Regions from separate parts of the Mus musculus genome. Here region 1 is linked to region 2. Evidence: chromatin contacts called from public Hi-C data. All regions are on one chromosome and are shown on one strand. The core of a region is the stretch at or near the end of the contact, and the rest is flanking DNA. Distances in the headings are between cores, read along the strand shown.

Region 1 (5,442 bases), core at 1,800-4,299, 670 kb after region 2:
GCCATCTGTAATGGCATCGGATGCCTTCTTCTGGTGTGTCTGAAGACAGCTACAGTGTACTCATATAAATAAAATAAAATAAAATAAAATAAAATAATATGTACATATATACAGAAAAAATGTACAATATATTTAGAATAAATTTGTGTATAAAATAGTGTACATGATATCATATGATTATCCAAATCTATACTTTAAATAAGAATCTATGTTTCGAGTTTTATAATATACTGCTTACATTGGATCCTACAGTAGTTTTCCACTTTTCCCTTGCCATGTGACCTTGCCGTGCACTTGGGTAGGCAGAGTATCCTTTCCATCTCCACTAATCGTGGGTTTGGCCATCTGACTTGTTTGACTAAGGGAACATAGGCAAAAGTGACAATCCGTCAGTCCAAACCAAGCCCTTAAGAGGCATTATGTGGGTCGGTTTCCACGCTTGCATTCCTGCCAACACCACAAGAAAAATATGTCCTTGGAAGCTGCTGACCCAAGAGGAATGCAAGACAAGTGGAATGGAAGGACACCAAGTGAGACTTTCAACCAAGCCGATCAAACCACAGCCTAAGAAAAGACACTTCGGCCAACACACAGACCCATGAGGAGGAGAGGCAAATGTGTGTTATATGCCACTAAATGTTAGCAGCCTTACTATGAAGCGTTACTGTGTCAGAAACTAAGGTGTGCGTTACTTAAATCTGTACTAGTGAGTGAAATCTGAAGAAGAAATTAAAATTACTAGAATATTAACTTTGGCTATCTCTAAGTGATAGGATTTGGTGATATTTGTTATTCTTTGGATAACCCCATCAAAGCCCAGTCCAAATCCAACAACCCAACCTAGCCTCACTCCCACACTCCAGCTCCACACATCCAACTACCTACTCAACATCTACATTCAAGGTCTTGATCTCAACACGCCCACCACTGAGCCACTGATATCTCCCTCCGTAATGCTGTCATACCCATCACTATTGATGGTAACGTCTTTCTCCCTGTTGCTCTATCTAGAAGACTTGGTTCATCTTTTTTCTCTCCTTTTTATAGCCTACATGTCTGCCAGTGATCCTGCCAGCTCTGACCAAGATATTCCAAGATGACAATACCTCTCTTACTTTCTGTCTCCACTACTTCCAACCTGACCCAAGTGTCAGAAACCGCCATCCTCTCTCACTTGGCTTACTGTGTGAGCCTCCTCTTTGGTCTCACTACTTTTCCCCTTCCCCTCAACAATCTAATCCTTGTAGATGCTAGAATAAGATTTTTTAAATGTAAAGCTAGGTTCTCTTGTATCACTGCTGGAAACCCTCCAGCAGGAGACCCTTGTTTTCTGCATGTTCTTGTAGTCATTGCTTCTCTGACCTCATCATTGTGTGCTGTCTCCCTGGCTCACTTGATCCTTGGAAGAGTTTCCTCACCCCAGAGCTGGTGTGCTGGTCCGACTCTGTCTAACATCCTACCCGACTGTATCTAAAGCCTCTCTCTATGCCATCTTTCTAAAGAGATCTACCCTAACCACCCTTTCCAGTTAGACCTCAGCCCCTTCCATATTACCTCGGCTCTCTTTTCTCTTTATTTTGTGCCATTTTTCCCCCACAGGCCTTATGTTCTCCCATATTAGTTGTCTGCTTCACACAATCATTATATTACCATATCACCACCTCCCTTGCTGCTAAAACTTGAGCATCTGAAGGGCAGCTGATTATCCACCTTGTTCTTGTTGAATCTCAACTGCCTTACCCATATCTGATGCACAATAAGCACTTAAACTGGATTCCTGGTATAATGAAGGAATTTATTTATAAAGTTCTTTTCAAATAATTAACATGTATTATTTCAACAGTTAAGAACTTTTTTTTTTCAAGTGATTTGGCATTTTTCTCTTTAATCAACTCTCTTCAGAGCCTGGTTAATCTGACACAAATACTTTCCTCGAACTTGAGTAGGATTAAACCCCTGTAACTCCTAACTTGGCATTCATGCTCAAAGTTGACCTGCAACCCTATATGCCCACCAGCTCTCCAGACACTGAAATCTCATTAGCTGATTTTCTTTCAGCCACTGATTGTTTATTTTCAGTATACAGTCTCTTTTGGCTACTTAAACTGTTAGTCACAAAGAAGAATAGTTTTAATTGGCCTTTCTAATATTCCTAAGCAAGGAACTCTTGTGTCCTCTGAGTTCAATATAGGTTTTACTCTATAGGCCATATAGGTCTCTACTGCAGGCTCCCTTGCAACTAGATTCCACTTTTCCAATAGACCTGGTCTGTTCTGTTGTTCGAACACAAGGCACCAGAGCATAGGCATTTAGCTCTTCTTCCTGCCTTTATCAGCAGTAACTCCAGCAGATTCTCAGTGCCTTGGCAGATTTGCTTAGCGTCATTCTGTCTCCAGCTACACAGGAAACTCTGCAGTAATTACTGGAAACTAAAACCTTTATACAAGCATCTTAGTTATAGTTCCTATTGCTATGATAAAATACCAAAACAAAGTCAGCCTAAGGAGGAAAACGTTTGTTTCAGCTTATTCCTTATAATCCAACATCTAAGGAAGTCAGGGTAGGAACACAAAGAAGGAACCTGGATGCATAAACTCATGCACAGGTCATGGAGGAGTGTTGTTTACAAGCTGGCTCATTTGGGGTTGCTCAGATTGCTTTTTTATAGAAATAGAACCACAAGCCTGTGGCACTGCCCACAGAGAGTTGGGCCCTCTCACATCAATCAGCAACCAAGAAAATGTACCATATGCTTGCCCATAAGCCAATCTGGTGGAGGTATTTTCTCAGTTGAGGTTCCCTCTTCCAAAATGATTCTAGTTTGTGTCAAACTGACATTTAAAAAAAAAATGAGCCAGCACAAGTAACTGTACCGCCCACATCTGTACTAGTTTCTCCAGAGAGGCCCAAAATATAAGTCACAGACAGTATGCTCACAGCTGAGAGGTAGAGACGTCCAGTAGTCAAGCACACAGATTATGAGTCAGACTATGCTTGCTCCAACTCTATTTCTTCATGGCCTGAACAAAGTTAGAGTGTCTCAGCTGACACTCAGATCAGTGAAGTCTACAGAATCACTAACAACTACAGGGTTTTTCTGGGGAACAAATGACTCATGCTTAGTACAAAATAAATCTCTAAGAAGTTTTTTTACGCAAGCTCGGCTGCAGAGTAAGCCCTTTAGTCACTCCCTGTTTGAACAAGATTGGCAGCCCAATGCCCTTCTACCCAGAAAGTGGAAGAGATCCTGATTATACCTGATCTGTAGAACACTCCCTGGTTTTCCATGTTCATCAGTTCACCAACTCTAAACACAATAGTAGCTGTTCACTTTGCATTGTAAGAGTTACTTCCCGGGGCTGGTGAGATGGCTCAGCGGTTAAGAGCACCGACTGCTCTTCCAAAGGTCCTGAGTTCAAATCCCCCGACTGCTCTTCCAAAGGTCCTGAGTTCAAATCCCAGCAACCACATGGTGGCTCACAACCATCCGTAACAAAAATCTGATGCCCTCTTCTAGAGTATCTGAAGACAGCTACAGTGTACACACATATAATAAATAAATAAATCTTTTAAAAAAAGTACTAAAAAAAAGAGTTACTTCCCAGAATTCCAGCAAAGAAACAAACAAGTGGGGACCCATGCCATGCTGCTCTGAAGGGAGCCTGTTTTCTAGCACTTGCGGAGGGAAAACCAGGTAATTTTTGACTCAGTCCAATTAGAAATTGGGCATTTTCAAGTCTAAACATCCGTGATCATTTCCATTCCACACTTCTGCACTCCAAACGTGACTCACCACTGTGATTTGATAAAACTCCACCAAAGTGTACAGATGTGACTAAGACTTGGAACATCTCCCATTTTCATGTGACTTAAAGGTACCAGTGCCAAGCAACTTCTTGAAGAAGAAGAAGAAAAATCAATTTCTAGAACTGCATGACCAAAATTTAGACCATGTGTTTCAAACTGATGGAAACCTCAGGAAATCCTAACTCCACAAAATCTAATCAGGTTTCCAACACTTAACCCAAGTGGTCTCATTTGGATAGGGAGAAAATTCCAGTTCTTGAAGAACTAAATTATGTTCCACATGGATTCATCTGTACCATGAAGAGTCTTTCTTGCCCCATGAGAATTTGTGTTGGGAAGAGAAAGTAGATTCCGAGTCTAAAGTTGGGATTGCTTTGGGAGGAGACCCGAAGGCACAATGAAGCAATTCTACTTAGAAATACCACACTTCAGCTTGCCAATTAAAAAGCACTTCTTTAGACAGTCAATCTTGGAAGAGAGTATATTACAAGAAAATGTATATCTTCTGAATAGATTCCCTCCATCAACTTAAGCTAGGGGATTGAGGCATCCCTCTTGATGACACTGATAAGATGCTTCACCCAGTAAAAGAGCTTACTGCAGAAGTGTGATGACCTCTGCAGAAGTCGGATGCAGAGTCTAATCCTCAGTTCCCATAGAGGATGGACTGACACCAAAAAGTCGTCCTCTGACCTCCACATGCACTGTGGTACCATGTATAACTCATACAGAATAATAATAGTAATAGTCATAATAGCAACAATAACTTAATATTTTTAAGTACTGGGGCTCACTGGAGGAATGAAGAATGTCAATCTAAAACCTAGATTATTGCCCAAATTATTTTATAAAATTCTGTTCGCTATAGCTCTGTACATCTTCTGAATAATGAGGGATTTGAACCAGGGCATCTCCAGGTCAAGATGTCAGATCCAGAAAATAGAAGCTAGCCTCTCACAAAGGCTCTTTGTTGTGTAATACCTTGCCACTGACCCCATGGACTCTTTATAAGTACAATCTTTAGAAATTAGCATTTTATTGATTTTGACACATGCTGTCATTGATGCTCTGTTTTATGTGTTTTAATTAAATGTTATTAGTTGCTGCTGTGTCCTGAGGCCATGTACTGGAGACAAGGGAGGTTTCATAAATCAGACCTGGACTTGTAGTTGGGAGTCCATCAACTCTTCTTACAGGGCCACTGTAATTATTTGCCCCAGATCAATAGAGAAGCTTTGATGTTGTCTACTTCAGAGAAAAGGATTCTTCCTGTTAATCTCCATGTTGTAAATTCACAAAGCCCTTCTGCAAATCTGACCCTCCCTTGATGTAGACCTGAGCTTTCTGTTACGTCTCGGGCAGTTGATGTCACTCATTGCTGCCACCTTACCTGGGGACCTTAGCCTGGTTTCATGATGCTCTATCTTGGAACACAGTTTTTTGTCTGTTTTTTTCTCCTCTCTTGTTTTGGTTTCCCTTATTGCTTACACTGCTCTGTAGCTCTTGGTCCTTGTTAATTCTAAACTCCTTCTAGATGCCATTTTTATTGCCCTCTCTATCCAGCACGTCTGCTTGATGAACAGTTAATGCTCAGTTCATGTTAGCTGAATCTAACTGAAGAGTGTGAGGAATTTG
Region 2 (5,164 bases), core at 231-2,730:
TCTATTTTCCAAACTTGGAAGATAGGTTCAAATAACCTGCTGCACTGCCTCTGCCCACCACACTTGAGACTTCACAGCCTGCGTCTGTTCATCCTCAGCTTTGGTCACTAGCAGCCCAGAAGCCTATCCTCTGCTCTGTTGTTCCAGACTAGGATCTTTATCTCTTCACTTGATGTCCTTGATGTCTATTTTCTCAAGGGGCCTGGGCCTCTGTCTCGTCTTCCTTCTGGCGTAGAGCTTCCAAGATTGGCAGTGCCATTGCAGTTGCTCTTGAGGACATTTCCGGCTGCCTACTGAGCTCCTTCCTGACATTGATTACCTCATATATTTGAACCAGGGGGTGGCACTACTTGAGAAGGATTAGGAGGTGTGGCCTTGTTGGAGGAGGTGTGGCCTTGTTGGAGGAGGTGTGGCCTTGTTGGAGGAGGTGTGGCCTTGTTGGAGGAGGTGTGGCCTTGTTGGAGGAGGTGTGGTCTTATTGGAGGAAATGTGACATTGGGAGCAGGTTTTGAGGTCTCAAAACCCTACATCAGGCCCAGTCAATTTCCCTCTCTGCTTGTGGGTCAGGATGTAACTCAACTACTGCCCCACTGCCATGTGTGCCACCATGCTCCTTGCTATGATGACAATGACCTAAACCTCTGAGACTGTAAGCAAGCTCTCAATTAAATGCTTTTAAAAATAGGAGTTGCCTTGGTCATGGTATCTCTTCATAACAATAGAGCAGTAACTAAGACATTGTCTATAACCATTCTTTACTGTTGGCTTTGGGACTCTTCCAAAGCCATCAAAACTTCTCCCTAGCATTTTTTTCTTTTGTGCTTCTCATTTCAACCATTATTATCCTAGGAATTTTACAGATCAACTGGCACTTGGCTGACTTTGGAAGGTGTGGTTTGGCAGAGGGACATGAAGATGGCAGGAAAACCCTAATGTTTTATGCCAGCTTCATTTACACTGGCCTTTAAATTATGCCTATATTTTCAGTAAGAACATGGTATTATTTTGAAAGGATGAGGAGAAACGTATTACTATATTGACCAGCACACGGGTTTATTTTAACTGTCAATTTGACCTGAACTAGAGTCATTTGAGAAAAAGGAAACTTGGCTGAGAAATCGCCTCTATCAGATTGGCCTATAGTCATATATGTGGAGAAAATGTCTTGACTGAAGATTGCTATAGGGTGGGACAGCCCACTGTGAGTGGTGTCACCCTAGGCAGGAAGTCCTGGGCTGTATAAAAAATCAAGTTGAGCAAGCCAGAGGGAACAAGCCACTAAGCAGCATTCCTTCAGTTTTTGCCTCTGGACCCTGGAGTTTGCCTGACTTCTCTCAGTGATGGACTGTGACCTGGAAGTCTAAACTGGAGCAAACCCATACATTCCCTAAGTTGTTTTTGTTCACAATGCTTATCCCAGCAACTCCCAGGTATGGATGCAGACATTTATTTCCTGTAGTACGATAATTGTAGATTTAGCCCACACTCCATCCTACGGAAGGTGCAAAAAAAGATGTGAGTCATGTTCCCTGCAGCTGTGACAAGCTGCAGGCAAAATGGATTTAGGAATGTTGTCAGGAAACATTCCTGTTGGAAAGTCCAGTTGGAAAAGAAAGCTGCACCAAGCAGAAAAGTAGTGAACATCACAACAGCTCCTTTATTTTAACTTATGGTTAAAAGAAAAAATACTGATAAATCTTCTAAATCCCTAGGAAAGAATAGCGACCACAGCTGTCTCAGGCACAGGATGCTTGGAATAAGCAAACTTTTACATAACTTGAAATTCTTTCTTTAACTTTAATCTTCACTGGATTATATGGGCCCTTTTTCCATGTAAACAATGAGTATTAAACCAAATTAGCATTCTTAGGAGGTCTAGGATCTCACTAGACATATTTTACAGTGCCTCCTCAACTCAGTCTCTGCCAATGGCAGCCTAGATCAGTGGTTCTCAGCCCTCCTAATGTGTCCCTTAAATACAGTTCCTTATGTTGTGGTGACCCCCAACCTTAAAATTATTCTTGTTGCTACTTCATAACTATAATTTTGCTATGCTCGTGATTTACAATATAAACACATCAGGTATATAGGCCGTGACCCACAGGTTGAGAACCATTGGTGGGCCACATTTTGAATCTGATGGCTCTCCTAAACCTGGCTACAAGTGGTTGGTTACAGTGAAAACCTCTTCCAACACGAGTCAGTCTACAAGTGAGTCAATGAGTGGAGGCCTATAGTTTGCCTTCAAGACGCTCATTTGTGCAAGCAGGAGGCTTAGTTATCAAAGCCAACATGGAAAGAGGTAGAGCTTTGAGGTAGGAGAAGGAAAACTGGAGACATAAATGTTGGGACTGAAGAATCCCTGATGGGGGTAGGTGATCAAGTCTATGAGGAAGTGTAGCCAGTGAAGTGAAGCAGGTAGAGGGCTGGCTGGGAGCGGGGGACTGAGGCACAGACAAGCAGAGATCTCTGCTCTTTCATGCAGAAGGATGACTCACAATTTGCACTGTGCACAGAAGTCTCTGAGGAGCAGGCAGCTGCTATGACCTATCTGCTCTGGTCTTGGGTCAGGTATGACTCTTACGTAGTCTCCCCTTGCTCCTGGGGGATTTATGTTTACTTAGGGTCACACACATTCCTCTGGTTTCACTTGTATTGCTCATCACTCTCTCTATTCTTCCTGACTCCATTGTTCCACGCTCAATGACCACCTTCTACAGCCTTCAGAGACACTGCTCTGCCAGTGCACTGCTGTCCTGGGGGAGGAGCCAGTTGCTGTTTGTCATCTTGTGTAACCTTCAAGATTTGCATCTTCCTAGAGTTGAACCATTGCTCACTCCCAAAGGCCTTTGGGAGGTTTTTTAGTTAGCACTTTTTCTGAAGAATAGAGAGCACCAGATGTCTGAAGAATACCAGCAGGCTATTAATGCTGCGTTATTTCATTTTTTCCTTCTTTTTTCACTTCCCCTTTTCTCCTTTGCCAGCAAAAGCTTGCCTTTCAATGCCCCGTGCTTGTTTTAAAATTAGTTTTCATCCCATAAGCTCAAACCAGTGGAGCTGCAGGGGGCAAATGAGCCAAGATGTTTATTGTGCTAAATTTCCAGACAAGTCAACCCAATTTAAAAACGGACCTCAAGTAGTGAACAAAATAAAAATTGTTAGATAATTATAAAACAGTAATGGTTCTGATTCTGACACCGCCTAGAAAACACCTGAACAAAGTATAAAACAATCAAAATGGAAAAATAGTTCAAATATTTCAGGTAAACAGTGTGGTTAGAAAACCTTGTACTGGCCATTTTCTTGAAGAACTGGGTGCTCAGTCCTCTGTCTGCTTCTGTGGGTCCTGCTGTGGCGCATTTACAGCTGATAGATGGAACTGAGGGTCAGGAGTGGGCCTGGAAGCATGAGAAAATAAAGTGACTGGTTGTTTCAAAATAGCAAACACTTTCTCTTTTGCATGGCTTGGAGAAATTATGAAAGCACAGAGCAAGTTGGTCTAGAGGATAGCTGGTCTATAGCAAGTCTCTAGAGCATCGTGTAAGACCTGAGAAGCTTTACGTCCAGGATGTCCCATGGACAGAGATGCAGAGATGGAGATCGATGCAAAAAGCAAGAGGTTTATTAATCCAGCATGCTGGGGTTGTCCTGAAATCGGGATAGAAGCGACCCTGAGTAGCTAAAGCACACACCTTTTATACATTGGCGGGGAGGGGCAGTTTTTAGTCATAGTTTTAGAGCTGGCAGTTTATCATTGGCTAACCTTTAGCAACATTTAGGGGCACTTAAGGACCAGAGACATTGTGTGGGCTTTTCTATACAATCAGAGGACTATCTCTTGGAACACCTTGCAGTGAGGCAAATTCTGGGAAAAGAACACATTTACTTAACTCTTTATAACCGTGGTCATTTTGAGCTACCACAAATCTTACAATAGCTGGTTTATAGGAAGTCGCTCTAGAGCTTGCTTTAGAGCATGGCTTCTCACCAACCTTTCACCCTTTCTCTGGTCTGACCTCGGGATAGAGGAAAGTGGACTCCTCTCTCACTCTGGGTCTTACAGTGAGGTTTTGTTGTCCTTTTGTTAGAGACACATGGACATCAAAACAAAGGATTGGAGAAGGCACCCCCTCTAGAGGGACATATAAAAGAAGTAAACAATTAAAGAGGCAATATTGCAGGTGTGACACTTTTCCTCATTTGAGTGAAAATGACCTGGTGAGTTTGTATGTCTATATCCATTCACACATCTACCCTTCCACCCACCCACCCATCCATTCATCCATCCATCCATCCATCCATCCATCCATCCTTCCACTCTTCCACATATCTATCCTTCCATCTACCTGACCACTTACTCACCCATTCATCTATCTATCCATCCATGCATCCATGCATCCATGCATCCATGCATCCATGCATCCATCCATCCATCCATCCATCCATCCACTCATCCATCCATCCATCCATCCATCCATCCATCCATCCACTCATCCATCCATCCATCCATCCATCCAACCATCTATCCACCCATCTGCACATTTATCTACCCATCTACCCTTTCACCTACCCACCCACTTACCCATATACCTATCCACCCAGCTACCTACCCACCATCTATCCTTTCATCTATCTATGAAGTTTGTAATTTATATGTGATATTGCTAAGGGATGGATATATTTTATGCATTTTTAAAAATGACAAAAAGACATTTACTAATGAAGATAAGTCTGGTCTTGCTACTTAATTTGAGAATAGCTTTTAAAATGATGTAATATGGTAGACAGTTTCTGTGAATCGTATTGGCCAAACTCCTTGCTATTTCAAATTTTTAAAAACTGTTTGAAGCATTGACTTACTACAACAACAGAAGAATGTTCACTATTTATATTTATTTAAACTAACAGTGAAGTCATAATGACACCAGCTTAAACTATGTGTATATTGGTACAGAGCTTTCCAAACTTATTCATTACACACCAAAAGCCAACAAGTTACAACAATGAACAAGGCAGATGAGCCTCATACACGATGTTGATTGACAGAAACCATAAATAAGTGTAAACTGTGATTCCATTCTTTTAAAGTCAGGAACAGACAAAAGTCGGTGAGGGTCATTGTTCCAAGGAGGGAGCTGCAGTAAAGGATGCGCAGGGACTTCCA

Evidence for each region. Hi-C and Micro-C count contacts between places; a contact is called where the count stands out from the background.
Region 1: a Hi-C map of muscle stem cells shows a contact between it and region 2, with 5 times the contacts expected there. The contact joins two enhancer-like sites. A contact is called at or near these places in 1 of 15 datasets of contacts at CTCF or cohesin (stem cell-derived epiblast-like cells), 15 of 484 Hi-C or Micro-C datasets (the C2C12 cell line, the N1E-115 cell line, adipose-derived mesenchymal stem cells and 11 more) and 1 of 115 datasets of contacts at active chromatin or transcription factors (bone marrow-derived dendritic cells).

Annotation. Positions count from the first base shown.
Region 1 is chr13:99,827,317-99,832,758 of GRCm38.p6, forward strand. No RefSeq gene overlaps it. Among named protein-coding and RNA genes, the nearest start is that of Cartpt, 71 kb to the right of the region's middle. Within about 2 kb of position 3,050, at least 40 of the 459 cell types and tissues checked have an H3K27ac peak or open chromatin away from gene starts, as enhancers often do. A contact at or near this core is called in muscle stem cells, where this site is marked.
Region 2 is chr13:99,156,396-99,161,559 of GRCm38.p6, forward strand. No RefSeq gene overlaps it. Among named protein-coding and RNA genes, the nearest start is that of Gm41036, 18 kb to the right of the region's middle. Within about 2 kb of position 1,481, at least 18 of the 459 cell types and tissues checked have an H3K27ac peak or open chromatin away from gene starts, as enhancers often do. A contact at or near this core is called in muscle stem cells, where this site is marked.